Linked DNA regions of Mus musculus: all the other regions are linked to region 1. A link is a contact called in public Hi-C data. All regions are on one chromosome and are shown on one strand. The core of a region is the stretch at or near the end of the contact, and the rest is flanking DNA. Distances in the headings are between cores, read along the strand shown. Region 1 overlaps Prkg1 (protein kinase, cGMP-dependent, type I). Region 2 overlaps Prkg1 (protein kinase, cGMP-dependent, type I). Region 3 overlaps Prkg1 (protein kinase, cGMP-dependent, type I). Region 4 overlaps Prkg1 (protein kinase, cGMP-dependent, type I).

The links. Hi-C and Micro-C count contacts between places; a contact is called where the count stands out from the background.
Region 2: a Hi-C map of the N1E-115 cell line shows a contact between it and region 1, with 4 times the contacts expected there. A contact is called at or near these places in 4 of 484 Hi-C or Micro-C datasets (the HPC-7 cell line, the N1E-115 cell line, adipose-derived mesenchymal stem cells and 1 more) and 1 of 130 datasets of targeted methods (the NIH/3T3 cell line).
Region 3: a contact with region 1 is called in a Hi-C map of the N1E-115 cell line, with 4 times the contacts expected there. A contact is called at or near these places in 1 of 39 promoter capture datasets (embryonic stem cells), 17 of 484 Hi-C or Micro-C datasets (the AML12 cell line, the HPC-7 cell line, the N1E-115 cell line and 6 more) and 1 of 130 datasets of targeted methods (embryonic stem cells).
Region 4: a Hi-C map of cortical neurons shows a contact between it and region 1, with 6 times the contacts expected there. A contact is called at or near these places in 3 of 484 Hi-C or Micro-C datasets (cortical neurons and nephron progenitors), 1 of 130 datasets of targeted methods (the NIH/3T3 cell line) and 1 of 9 other capture datasets (embryonic stem cells).

What each region holds. Positions count from the first base shown.
Region 1 is chr19:30,842,054-30,845,906 of GRCm38.p6, reverse strand. The region is part of intron 5 of Prkg1 (protein kinase, cGMP-dependent, type I); the gene reads left to right. Among named protein-coding and RNA genes, the nearest start is that of Cstf2t, 240 kb to the left of the region's middle.
Region 2 is chr19:31,283,007-31,286,687 of GRCm38.p6, reverse strand. The region is part of intron 3 of Prkg1 (protein kinase, cGMP-dependent, type I); the gene reads left to right. Among named protein-coding and RNA genes, the nearest start is that of 8430431K14Rik, 68 kb to the right of the region's middle.
Region 3 is chr19:31,144,096-31,147,780 of GRCm38.p6, reverse strand. All of the region lies in intron 3 of Prkg1 (protein kinase, cGMP-dependent, type I), which reads left to right. Among named protein-coding and RNA genes, the nearest start is that of Gm41834, 17 kb to the right of the region's middle.
Region 4 is chr19:31,178,984-31,182,665 of GRCm38.p6, reverse strand. The region is part of intron 3 of Prkg1 (protein kinase, cGMP-dependent, type I); the gene reads left to right. Among named protein-coding and RNA genes, the nearest start is that of 8430431K14Rik, 36 kb to the left of the region's middle.

The DNA of each region.
Region 1 (3,853 bases), core at 1,262-3,761:
TAGCCACGTCTCTCTAGAGGAACAGATCTGATAGAATGAAAGAAAAATCTATATGGATATAATATATCCCCTATATATGGGATTTATTAGAGTGGCTGCGTTATAGGCTGTTGCCTAGCTTAATCTAACAATGGCTGTCTTCCAAGACAAAGTCCAAGAATCCAATACCTGTTTGGTCCAGGAGGCCTGATGTCTCTGCTGGAAGAAGTAGACTCTAGTACCACTGAAGAAGTGCTTCATCAGCAGGACGAATGAACTTGCCAGTGTGATGAGGGAAGGTGGTAAAGAAAGCTGCTGCTTCCATGAGCTCTCTACTGGCTGCCTTGAGAAGGGGTGTTCGAGATTTAGGGTGGGTCTTCTGACTTCAAATGGTCCAATCAAGGAACATCCCTCACAGATGTGCTGAGCTGTTTGGAGTTTTAGTTGATTACGGACTCCATCTGGAATTGACAACCAAGAGTAGCCAACAATCACAGGGAATAGTCAGTGTGTAACTGGTCACGAGCCTTGAGAGATCCGGAGAAGACTTTAGAAAAGATGGCAGAGCTGCCTTCTTACCAGACAGGCAGAGGCATCCTTCCTGTCTGTGGTACCTGTCAGTGTGTGTCATCCAGTGTGTTTTATTACTAGAGATGGAAGAAGAGTATATTCGAGGTAGTATTCAGTGCACAGAACTGGAAAAGTAAGTATGGCTCAAATTCTTTCCTCTTGGCTTCTTTCCCTTGCTGTGCTAGGGATAGAACTCAGAGCCTTTAATATATTAGTCACACACTGCCACGGAGTGGACCGTAGTCTGGTATCCACTTGAACTTTACTGCGTCTCTCCAGCCACTCCCACATCCTCTTGGCTCTCTACAGACAGCTGAGAGAGATCTGGATAAAGCTGAAGGTTCTAATAGGGGAGCAATCATAAGGATTAAACATTTAGAAATGGGAAGAATTTGGTTCTATCCAGTGACTGGTGAGATGTTCAACTTTAAGTGGATGAAGTACTACCAATGAGTCCAGCATCCCTGTCTTCAGACCCTCCGGGGGCACCACTACCTAAGACCATGAAAGCTGGGAGTGAAGGGAATTTTGTGGTTTTTAAAGTCAGTTCTTATTATCTATAGTCTCAGTGCACAGGGAGTGATATCTGTGACTCATATTAGGCTTAAACAGACCTGTTGGTGATTAAAGACCATAAGATTATGCATATTAGTGTTCCCATATGGTTATAAATGCTTGTGTGAGTTTTCTTGTGTTTGAGTTTAAAATCCCTTAGTGTTATATCAGCTAACTTCTAGACACGATCTAGTTAGACTAACAAGCGTTGGTACTGAAGATTCTTGCTTTAATTAGCCATTATTTATTATTATTATTATTATTATTATTATTACCACCATCATGCTTATGTGTATGTATGGGCATGCCTGTATACACATGTAAAACAGAGACAACTTTCAAGAGTTGGTTCTTGCCCTGGACTTTGCTGAGGTAGGATCTTTTGTTTAGATTGCTCCGCTGTTACCTGCTTCAGATTCGCTGGCTCTTGGACTTTTGATGCAATCTCCTGTCTCCCCCTCCCACCTCAAGGTAGGAGGCTGGGATTACAGATTTGCGCCCTGACATCTGGCTTTCACATAGGTTACAGGATTTGAACTCAGGTTGTTAAACTCAGGTTGTGGTCAGAGCTTTTGCCTGCTAAGCCATCACCCAACCCCATAGCTCTATTTCTAAGATAGGTAAAAGTGACTATATAAATAAATAAAACCTTTAACCTGGAATTATTCTGAATCAACACCTAATGGGTTCTTCTTTATTTTTTTTCACAAGAACCTCTAGATTTATTTAAATAAGGTTCCTGATCTAGGGAACACCTGTGTGCTCATTGCATTTATTTCCCTGGGGGAGGGACTATGAGTTGGGCCTGATTTGAAACAGGGTAGCCAAGGCTGACCTGGAACTCACTGTATTCCCAGCTGGCCTCAAACTTGTGACAATCCTCACGCCTCAGCCTTACAAGCGCTGGGTCACAGGTGTGAGCCACCGTGCCTAGCAAACACAATTACCTCTGAGCTACTCCAATAGTTCTTATTGAACAGATGTCAATGGGGTCAAATGACTAGACTAGTCATTGGGGAAGGGACATATGAAGGGGAAAGCAGAAATGAGTCTATACTTGGAGCTCCATATCAGCTTTATAGCTATCAAATGTGACTACATAAATAAGTTATATAGCTATCGAACATAGGTGGGGGCATGGTGGGATAGTTTTCTCTTATATCCCTACCCCCCAAAAAAAAGGAAAGGAAAGGAAAGGAAAGGAAGAGAAAAAGGAAAACAAAAGCCTTTGTCTATATTCCTACATTTAAAATTATGTCAGACTTACTGGGGCTATACTGTTGTCTACGGTGCCACCTATTGGTAAAATGAAGCAAAAACAATCTACTGTCATTGGTACAGTATCCTCTTAAATCTCCTTAGAGTTTTGCAGGCAGCTGTTAGAAAGCAGATTGTCTGTGATCCGACTAAAATAGGAGATGAATCATGTGCCTTATGCAGAGATGCTCAATTTTGTCATTTAGTAGAGACCCAGATAGGATCTAGGAGGCAGGATATCCGACTTCCCTAGTTCATAGCTCTGCCAAAAAAAGGGGGGGGGTAGGGTGGGGTGGGGGGGAGGGCTGTGAGATTGTTTAGGGATTCTAAGCACTTGGCTCTTCTCATCTACTGGAATGCAAGTGGAATCGTCTCATATGACTGCTGCCTTATACAAATGTGAGCTGAAGTGCAGAGTCTTTTGTAACATGATCTCTCAGAGCCTTTGTGAAGTCACACAGCTATAGCAAAGGGCTGGCTCAGAAGATGTAACTTTCAAAAATTAGTTTTGTGAGAATAGCCGACATAAACTGTAAACCCCTCTAAACAAGCATGTGGTTAGCTTTCATGGAAGAAAAGGTTAAATACCAAGTACAATATGATAGATGGCTGAAGGAGTCATTGAAGTTTTTTGAGATACACACACACACACACACACACACACACACACACACTCCTGCTGAAGCTCAGGAAGGCTTTGATCTTATACTTGTCATCATACTGCTCTGGCCACTCTCAGTGTGATTACAGGCTTGTGCTACCAAGACCAGCATGAAGAATTAGATTTCAGTTAAATTAGCAGGCTTAACAAATATTAGGACTTCTCATTTCAGTGGTGCCCATGTGTATAACCTAAACCAGAAACATACATACACTAGGCATTGGAGTAAAATAGGAAAATTGATAAGACGTCCTTCATTACTGATTGAAAAAAAATGCTACTATGAAAATCATAATTAAGGCAGATTCCTTCACACTTTTGAACTTCCCCAGCTTTTATAGGGCAATGTTGTTACTTGTGAGTTTTACTCACCTCCCACTTACTGTGCAGTTGGTGTTTGAGGTAGATTTTTTTCCATTAATCATTTCATTTGTTTACATTTAAAATCTTATCCCTCTTTTTTTGGTCTCCCTTCTATGTACACTCCACCTATTCCCTTCCCCTTTGTCTCTAAGAGGGTGCTCCTCCACCCACTCACCCACTGACCTCTCAACTCTCTAGCATCCCTCTACACTGAGGCATCAAGTCTACACAGGACCAAGCGCCTCCCCTCCCACTGATGTCAGATGAGGCAATCTTCTGCTACATATGAAGCAGGAGCCATGGACCCACCCATGTCTGTACTCTTGGTTGGCAGCTTAGTCCCCGGTAGCTCTGAGGCATCTGGTTAGTTGACACTGTGGTTCTTACTATGGGGTTGCCAACCCCTTCAGCTGCTTCAGTCCTTCCCCTAACTCTTTCATTGGGGTTCCCCCGGTCAGTCCAATGGTT
Region 2 (3,681 bases), core at 1,043-3,542, 440 kb before region 1:
GTAGTCACCAGGGAAGTGTTGTGTGTTCCAACTGAGAATATAAAATCACGATGTGGTGATGGGTTTGACAGCATTCCTTTATTCTAAAACTGTCTTAATTATCATATAACTTCAGGAACAGGGATTGCTAAGATTCCCTGCTCTATCTACTTTTTGGTACCTTTATATGAGGTTTTGTTTTGTTTTGTTTTCAATTTGCTTGCCATGTAAAATGATCTTCCTCCACAATCTCTGCCTGCTGAAATAATACCTACTTTGAAATGCACTTCAAATGTTCTTCTTTTCTAATCCTTTTATGGTTTAAATCTGTCTCAGTCAACTTTATGTTGAACATCTACTGTCTATCAGTCCTCCTGTGATAAATGTTTACACATGGTGCCCTGCTGGGCTGATCCCAAAGAGTTAGGGATATGGTGCATAACTCTACAACTCTCAAGTTCTGTGCAACACAGTACTTTCACAGGTGGCTGTGAAAGCTGTCCAAGTTACCTTGTGCAGAATATAGCACTCAGCTCTTTCCTTACTGGAAGAATGATTGTTGTTTTCTGTTATTTCCAAGTTCCCAAGCTTCCATCAGATAAATCTGGGTAATTTTAAAGTACAGATAATTAGCACTGATTAGAAAAGAGACGTATGTGCTGGAGAGATGGCTCAGTGGTTAAGAGCACCGACTGCTCTTCCAGAGGTCCTGAGTTCAATTCCCAGCAACCACATGTTGGCTCACAACCATCTGTAATGGGATCTGATGCCTTCTTCTGGTGTGTCTGAAGACAGCAACAGTGTACTCACATATATAAAAAAATAAATAAAATCTTTTTTTTTAAAAAAGAAAAGAGACATATGCACTAATAGTCTTTAGCAAGCAGGTGAGAAATCAGAAATGTTGGGTGAGTCTTAGGGACATAGAACCTCATGATACTCAATGCTATTTAAGAATAAAAAGGCAGATATAGTGACTATCACTTCTGATCCTAGTACTCCAAAAGCTGAAGTAGGAAGACTACTACCTGAAGCCTGAGTTGTCTAAGAACATTGTTTTCTGAAATAAACAGAAAATCTTACCTTTCATTTAAAGAGTATACTAAAATGACTTCCTTCATACCAATGCTCCTTTTAAGCTGTATTACTAAATGGTAGTAGCTTTTTATTTTTAATGAAGAGCTTATAGTATCGTGATTTCCCTTTTAAGATTATTGATTGACATAGTTGCATTTAAACATTTTCTTTGGAGTTCAAAATATTGCAAAGATTGTAATTTGTCACAGGATCAGTGGTCATCAGGACCCCTGCGTTGGAAGAGTCTTGTTTTTAATAACAAATCTCTGGCTGAAGATGGGTAGACAGAACTCATTTGCAGTAAGCGACTGTGGCCCAGCTCTTGGAAGTAATTAGATTGCTTCATAGCTTAGTTTCACAAGCCTTGCACAGTGTATGGATTCTTAAATAAACAGCAAGGAAATTATATTACAAAGAATGACAGTCCACATACAAATCCTCTAGTATAATGAAAGCTGATTAAGGATGTTCAAGTGGGAAAAGACTCCTTCGTATCCACCTACAAGGCTCTCCTAATTTTTTTTATTGTTGTTAAATAAACATCAGAACACTTTCAATTATACTGTTTGCTTTGGTATTATGTTTTATGCATCAATCGGGCTCTCAAAGAGTGTCTTAAGATACAAAGGGGCACTGAGCTATATTTTATTTTCCATTCGGGATTTACTTGAACTATTATCAGTTCACACTTTTTTATGCCTAAAAAAGTAGAGCAGACACTATTAGTCTCAGGTTACAGCCCAAGTAGCTATAATGCAGCTACTTGCTGACAGCCACAACTCATGCCCTTAGCAACTATTCCCACTTGTTATTAATACACTGCAGGACACAGGCTTTTCTCAGCAAGGCTCCTGTTGGCAACAGTTCTCATTATTACAGCGAGTGTTTATTCATCTCTCCATTTCGTGAATATGTTAGTCACCAGTGTATGTTGGCTTAATCCTCCAGTTTCTAAACTGCAACCCCCTCAGATGCCTGCCTCCCTTGTTTGGTTTTTAAATCCATTACTGCACTATTTAAAAGCACAGGACTTGTGGAAATAGTATTTAAAGTCTACCCACTTATTGAATTGTATATGTGTGATTCAGTTTTGCCAATGATGCTTTCCAGTCTCTAAAACGGATTTATCCTGGGTAACAAGAGCCTTGCACATTTTGATGACTCCGGTATCTCTAAACCTGGCAAAAACCATTCCATTTTATTAGTCCTTCCTTAGATTGAGTCACTTAGAGACATCCTGTCAGTAGTTTTGTCACCAGTGTGGGTCCTTTGGAGGTTATGCGTGGGTTTATAGCACATACCGTGGTAATGGAGTCACACTGTGGAACTGCGCATGCTCGATGTACGCAACATTTGTGTATTAAATTGTCATCACTAAAAGTGACTTAGAAGTCCATGCTGTGCTCTGCTAGAGACTTGGTGTAGATACATTTCCATTCTTTATGGCTTTTCATGATGACATGAAAAATATTTCTTCATGATTTTTAGTAATCTGAAAACTGATGTACTGTCGGGGCGCGGGGGGAAGAAAAATCTACTCTCTACTGCTAGAATCTTTTCTTTAATGACTACTTAAAGTTTAGCATTTCAAATTGATGCTATTTAAAGAAATATTGAACTTGGTATAGCTCGGGCTCATCAATAACTTACCCACACATTACTTTAAAATAATTACCTTCCAAGTCATTTACTCAGTTATTCAATAGTCACCAGATTGGAATCCTGTGGCTACTTTTCTCTGTGCAATATTGTTTCTCCGGGGACACTCTTTAAATTCTGATTAATATTCAGATCACTGCCAGGCCTTCCATGTTTTCCACATTTGTTCAAGGACATCATTAGACCCTGAGAGGGTGTTAGAGAGCATTTGCTGTATGCAAAACCACATGCATCAGTAACTTGATTTAGAAGTTTGGAAGGGCAGATGCAAATTTTAGAGTTGAAGGTTGATGAACTTCAGGGGCTTGGAATGCTTGCCTGTCTGGCATGCACAAGGCCCTAGATTTGATCCCCAGCACAGAAAGAAAGAAAGAAAGAAAGAAAGAAAGAAAGAAAGAAAGAAAGAAAGAAAGGAAGAGGGACGGAGGGAGGGAGGGAGGGAGAGAGAGAAAGAGAGAGAAAGAAAGAAAGAAAGAAAGAAAGAAAGAAAGAAAGAAAGAAAGAAAGAAAGAAAGAAAGGAAGGAAGGAAGGAAGGAAGAAAGAAAGAAATTAGAAAAAAGGAAAAGGGAGATGAGTTTTATATATATTGGCATCACTAATACAAGCTCAAGACATTTTTTAATGTTTTATAGTATCAGTTTGTTTAATTACTAAACTTAAAGCTTCTACCTCCTGACACTTTAAATAAAATAATACATCATTTGAATGCACGCTTTAATCTGAAGTCATTCTGTCACGAGAAAATGTAAATTTTGGGTTCACTGTGTTTGGGAAGAGTATACCTTGGCTATTTTCTATTTATTAACTTGTACACATATTTTAAAGTGGATCAGAATATGAAGAAATGAACTCCAGAGTTAATAAAATAATTAGAGTCTTGGGGAAGGTGTCTCAACAAGGGAAACCGACTGGACAATGGATTCTGTGATTTGTTGGCAGCTACAAATGAATTAGAAATAGTCATG
Region 3 (3,685 bases), core at 136-2,635, 300 kb before region 1:
AAAAAAGAAAGAAAACAAAAAAATCCTGAGGCAAGGGAGATGGGTACATGAATAAAAAACTTGCTGTACAAGCTTGAGAACCCAAATTTATTTCTATGGCACCCACACAAAAGGTGGGACAGCAACCCACATGTAACCACAGCTTGAGGGAGGCAGAGATGGAAGCTAGCTAGTTAGACTAGCCGAATGTGCTCACCAAGTAGGTGAGCCCGGGGTGCAGCTAGAACTATGTCTCAATAAACAAAGTGGGCAGAGATGAAGAGAGACCCTCAATATCAACCTCTGGACCCCACAAGTCCATGTGAAAACACATATATACAAACACACACACACACGTTTGTGTGTAAATGTATACAAATATGCATACACATGCACACCACATACACACAAGGAAGTCTCTCTCTCTCTTTCTCTCTCTCTCTCTCTCTCTCTCTCTCTCTCTCTCTCTCTCTCTCTCTCTCGTTACATTTGCGGAAAGCACATTTTCTAGTTACTTACAGAATATTTTTAAATATGCCAGGATCTCTTCATTGTGTCTACCATTTATTAGTCAATAAATACGTATTGATAGCCTCCTCTGCATTCTAAGAATATTGGGGGTGGGTAGAAAATAAGTCAGACTTAGACTGTTTACAGTATTGACAGTGGAAGATGACATGCACATTGTGCCTGCCCATCCCTCCCTCAAGTGATCTTCAAAGACAACTATAAATTGTTAATGCCACAGGATTTGAGATAGACTGTTGATCCTGCATTTAGTTCTGTGGTGCTGGGTCCCATGCTCTATGCTTCCTAGACTGACTCAAACCATAATGACAGAGTGAGAGACTGTCGAAAGAGTCTGCGCTTCATTTAATATAATACTAATGATAAATTAAATTTCATTTCCCCCTTAAAACAGACTTCTCATTAATCTTCAGAGCATTCCTGTGAATAGCAAGAAGGACGGTGGTACTAGACTTTCTTTAATTAGCTTTTCTTCTGCTGAAGCTAGAAGAGCTGAACATGTCAAGAAGTTAGCCTGTAAATATTGTTCCTTGAACTTCCAGATGGCCTCAATATTATCACAAAGGGTTTTGTTCAGTGACATTTAATATTCAATTACAGCAAAGTGTGGCACTTTAATTTCTAGCATCCTTTCCCTAAATACATAAATAAAAAAAAAAAAAGGTGACAATGACGGACTACACAAAGAAAACACAAAGAGACTCAGAAGTGTTCACACTGTTACATAAGTCTGTGATGAGCTCTGGACCACTGAATTTTCACCCTCCCTCCTCATGATGCAAATCTTCGGTTTTGAGCAGACAAGAGGACTAGAAAATAGGAACTGCTACTTTCCTTTTGGAAACCAGTAATTCACTTGTATTGTGTATGGACCAAAAGGAGTCTGTGATGAGTCACCACAATGAGCAGAAGGAATAATCACTAGACAGTGCATTTATTGTTAACACAGTAAGCACTCTGAGCAGCTTCTTTGTATAACCAATCTTGTTTAAATTAATTATAATAGTCTTTAAAGTTTTTTTCCCATCTTAAAAAAAAAAAAACTAAAGGATATTTATAATCGTTCTCGGTATAAGGTGCACTCTTCAGTTGCTAGGTAACATGCTTGCTGAATTTGTTTCTCCACAGATAAGTAAAATACTCCTTCCCGTGCTATTATTTTGTAGGTAAATTAATGCTTATCTAGGGCACATTCAAAGGCGATGATAACACACTAGCCTGCAGAAGTTCTACGTCAAGCAAAGCAAAACCTGGGTTAGAAGTGTCGCTAACCTGCAGAAGTGACGGCCGAGAGGACCCCGCAGGATTGGTGGAATGGTGTGGCAGTGAGAAGTGGAACTTTGACCTCTAGCTTCAGACTTATTCTTTCAATACAAGAGCAGATCTTTGAGCCAAGTATAGATTTCTTTTATGTGTGAGCCATGTGAAATGGCAGGTCTCATTCCATGAATTAAACGCAGGGGTCAGTATTTGTACCCTCCATCCCTCTCTAGATTTGGTGTTTGCTGTTCATGTCTCAGTCTGCAGGTCGAAGACAGTTTCTCATGGGAAGCTGGCACAAAACAACCATTTTTGGGGAGCCAAGAATTTTACCTGTCAGCACTGGCCCTGATACACAAAAAGTACCCGGGGGTAAATCCTCAGCCATCAACATCTTCTCCATCCTGGGAGATGCGGTGATGTTCTCTCTGCCATGTCGGGAAACTTCTTTTTTTTACATTACATTAGAATCTTTTTATTTTTCACATAGTGCCTTACATTTTGCCTCATCCAAATAATGATCCCCTCAACAAGAGTCCATGCCTAAGCATTGTGAGATCCTGTGCCAAGCACAAGTGAATTGAACAAAATATTTGCAAAAAGAAATAATGTTTGCACAATCATTCATATAAATGAACTAGAAATAATAAGGCCAAGGAAACACATCTTTCTGGAGGCTGGAACTATTAAAGAATTTCATATGTACTATCAAAAAAACTTGCCTTTGCCTTATTCTGTCAGTGGGATATAATTAATTTTACACTAAAACTTCAGTCAGGGCACTTTCTGTAGTATGACCTAGGGAATATGGATGCATATTTTATAATTTCTCTAATCAAATGTTTCCTAAGGATTTGTTTAAGTGTATATGTATGTGTGTCAGTGTATGTATGTGCACCACATGTGTGCAGTTATCCTCAAAGGCCAGAGAGGATGTTGGATCCCTGGAACTAGACTTAAAGATGGTTGTGGGATGCCTGAAATGAGTCCTGGGAACCAGACCCAGGTACTTTGCAAGCGAAAAGGTGCTCTTAGCCACCGAGCCATCTGTGCAGCCCCTGTAATGAAATAGTTTAGATACACTTATTAGATCCACGGTTGTTATGACTGAAATACAAAAACAGTTGTAAGGCTTCAGGGTGTTGAGCCATTGTGTCTAGGTCTCATGTACTTGGGCAGAACATCATGGCAGTGGGATAAAATGGAGAAGGTTATTACCCTCATGGTGGCAAAATGAACACAGAAGGGACTGGAGACCTTCAAAAGCATCACTTGTTTGTACCAACTTGACCCTAGCCTCCACCCCCTAGATTCAGAACCTCCCAAAATAATGCCTCAACCGGCAACACTGTAGATTAGTGGCCTCTCTGCCACATTGGGTGTGGCTCTCATTATTACCCACCTGAGGCACTGCCCTCCACTATAGCTACTCCCATTTTTCTCTAATAATTTGGCCTGGCTCCAGGTGTAAGTAATATTGATCTGATGTTCACTATCTCACCACAGGAAGCGCTCCAATTTTGCCTTCCAAGACATTTGGCCATGTCTGTAGAAATTATTATTTCGGGACTCCGGGAAGAGACCGAAGTGGTTTTGACGTCTCATAGATAATAGCTCACAGTCTACAGATATGCAGCAAGAACTCTACCAGCTGCACATAGAAATGGTGTACATTAGACAGTGCATAAGGACCAGTTAGGTGTTTCCATGTGTTTTCCCATTTTATGCTGAAGGAATTTCATAGCCTGGAATATGGCAGTCACAATCCCACATTGTCTCTTCTTGCAAATCCATCTTCTCACCACCCCTTTCTGTACACTTCAGTTAAGCAGGGACTTACCTTCCCCAAGCAGAGTCTGTCTGCCTGGCCTCATTTATCCTCCCTGCTGCCTCTTTGTCTTGTTGACTTTGCCTCTTC
Region 4 (3,682 bases), core at 431-2,930, 340 kb before region 1:
GTCCTGCTTATAGCAGTGTGTGTGATCTTCTGGAAAGTATTAGAGTTGTGACAACTATATTAGAAGTCACAGAGGGGAAAGAATGTGTGTCATACATAAAAACCAAAAAATACTCTGATATCCCTCAAAAGAATAACTGTTACAGAAAATCAGTAAGAAGCATAATAGAAATGGAAATGCTCAAAATTGCTTTCTTAAATTATTTAGATATATGAGGGAAAATGGTAAGATAAATTTGATAAAAAAAAAAACTAGAAGAAACCACATCCATAAAGTATTAATAACCATATATCAGTTAAAGGCAACATGACATCACTGTGAGAAAACACACTACATTGGCCTTAAATAAGAGGGTCTCTCATTGTTTATTTTTTTTTCTGCTTTGGATAAGGTGCGGTGCTAACCACAAAAGATAAACAGTTCTTTGCTCATAAAGAACTTACCATCTGGAGTTCTAACTTATCAGCATTTGAAACTAGGCTGCAGTAAGTCATTCAGGCTCAGCCAACAGCACCTCCGTCTTTCTAGCCTTCTTATCTATCACCTGTCCTGCATTCACTCAATAGAAGCTGACCAATTGAGTTTTCATTTTCTTTGAATGTGGATCCTCAATGAAAGAGTCCATGGCCACAAGCCACATGATGTTGAATATAAGTGGAGCATGGCATCTTCAATGCCTCTGAAGTGCTGAAATCGGTAAATAATAGTTGAAGATACTTTGGGTGGTTGACTAACAGACAGATGGTCACTTTATGTAGTATAATTGTTTCTTCCAAATGAAATCTTAGGTTGAAGTAGAAACAACTGTGAGACATACATAATAAGAATTTGAAGGGAAGGCTTAGGCCAGTTCCAGAGGATCTTTGAATTTGCCCTGGGATGAGAGGAAAAGATATTCTGAAGCAGAAAGAGCATCGTATGCCAGAGTTGAGAGCTGAGATAAACTGATAAATATGTTTGTTCTCAGGCAACAAGCTGGATGAAGTGGAGGAATAGAAGGAGGTTGGTAGGTCTGTCCTTGAAAAAAAAGATGGTTAACTCGCCAGCTTAATTTTTTGTGAGCTTTGTTGTAGCACTGATAAACTGTTTCTGTCTCGAAGGTTGCCATCACTGGATAGACAAGCTACCCTCTTCCCTGAGGAAGATTTGTCATTATGTGAGGGAGCAGGGCATGGTGACTTCTAGGACAGGAAGTTGGTGTTCGTAGTAGCTAAGGCTGCTGTTGAAATACACTACAAACATTCAAAATGTCAGCCCTGCCTCGTTTAAGAATCCACTTCACACACATTCTTTTAGGTCTTTCCAACCCCATCCCAACTACTTGTTACTATTTTTATTTGTTGTAGTTTTTTAACCATAGGGATCAAAATTTTGTTCTTATGAACTAATTTTGGTCTTTCTGGTTATTAGCAGATATCACAAAACCTGTCATTCCTTGTCACCATAGCAGCTGTATGTCATTAGGATCCCCTAGGGGAGAGGGTGAGGCAGGGGTGGGGTGGGGTTTGGGGATCTTGTTCTAATAAATCAGAGGATATGTCCTGATTAAAGCAAGAGAAATAAACCTTCCTCCCCCCCCCCAGACATATTTTTGTAATAGTCTTTTACCATCATAACCTTCAGGCTACTCTCATGCAAATCTGTTTCTGTAGAGCCATATTTTGGTTGCTATAACAACTTGATGTAGCTCTTGAGGAGCTCCTCTTGCTTAAGGTTGCTTTTTTTAAAAGTTGGGGTTGCCATGGCTACGAGATGCTGTTTTATTTTCAGCAAGCTTTTTTCCTCTTTGTAATTTTGCTTTTAAAATTTGTTATGTATACACACGTATCTGTGCGACTTGAGTTTGCATGCCTTGCAAAAGTACACAGTGCGTTTCAACCCAAGCTCTGAAACACACTCAGACAGGGAGGGCACTTGCTTGTTTGAGGTGCATACTATTATCCTTAAATTGATGTATATACCTTGGGAAGAATGCAGACTAGATGCAGTTTTACATCCTTCAGATTATAGAATTATTTGATGATAGGGTTTCTGCCTTTCTTTCAAAACTTGTTTATCATGGTTTTTTTTTATGGAAAGTTTTTTTTTATTACGTATTTTCCTCAATTACATTTCCAATGCTATCCCAAAAGTCTCCCACACCCCCCCCCCACTCCCCTACCCACCCATTCCCATTTTTTGGCCCTGGCGTTCCCCTGTACTGGGGCATATAAAGTTTGCCTGTCCAGTGGGCCTCTCTTTCCAATTGGACATAGTACTACCAGAGGATCCCACAATACCTCTCCTGGGCATATATCCAGAAGATGTCCCAACCGGTAAGAAGGACAGATGCTCCACTATGTTCATAGCAGCCTTATTTATAATAGCCAGAAGCTGGAAAGAACCCAGATGCCCCTCAACAGAGGAATGGATACAAAAAATGTGGTACATTTACACAATGGAGTACTGCTCAGCTATTAAAAAGAATGAATTTATGAAATTCCTAGGCAAATGGTTGGACCTGGAGGGCATCATCATGAGTGAGGTAACACCAATCACAAAAGAACTCAAATAATATGTACTCACTGATAAGTGGATATTAGCCCAGAAACTTAGTATAGTGAGATATAAGGTACAATTTGCAAAACACATGAAACTGAAGAAGAACGAAGACCAAAGTGTGGACACTTTGCCCCTTCTTAGAATTGGAAACAATCACCCATGGAAGGAGTTACAGAGACAAAGTTTGGAGCTGAGACAAAAGGATGGACCATCAAGAGACTGCCATATCCAGGGATCCATCCCATAATTAGCCTCCAAACGATGACACCATTGCATACACTAGCAAGCGTTTGTTTATCATGTTTTTATGTTATCACCTGTTCTTGTCTCTGCCCTTGGGACGGAGAGTGTGAGAGCCAGTGTGTCTTTGACATGTTCATGCTCATGTTCTACATTGGGCTGATCATATTCTACACATTGTTGATTAGGGCATTGTTATATGGTGGATAAGAAGAACATTATTGCTAAGGCCATCCAGAGGCTGTCCCACCTGGGTATCTATCCCATATACAGTTACCAAACCCAGACACTATTATAGATGCCAATAAGTGCTTACTGACAAGAGACAGATATGGCTGTCTCCTGAGAGGCTCTGTCAGTGCCTGACAAATACAGAAGTGGATGCTCATAGCCATCCATTAGACTGAGCACTGGGTCCCCAATGGAGGAACTAGAGAAAGGACCCAAGAAGCTGAAGGGGTTTGCAGTCCCATAGGAGGAAAAAAAATATGAACCAACCAGTACCCCCAGAGCTCCCAGAGACTAAACCACCAACCAAAGGGTACACATGGAGGGACCCATGTCTCCAGCTGCATATGTAGCAGAGGATGGCCTTGTGGGACATCAATGAGAGGAGATGCCCCAGTGTAGGGGAATGCCAGGACAGGGAAGCAGGAGTGAGTGGGTTGGTTAGCAGGAAGAGGGGGAGGAGGGAAGGGGTTTTCGGAGGGGAAATGAGGAAAGGGGATACAATTTGCAATGTAAATAAAGAAAAAATCTAATAAAAAAATATCAATAAAATAGAACAACATTGCTAAAGTTTTCTTTCATTCAATTTTTTTTTTAAAAAGCTAGAAGTTAAGAACCTTTTGCTCTGTTATGAACTCTGTCAGTCAGTTGTCTAAAACACTGCTGACCACTA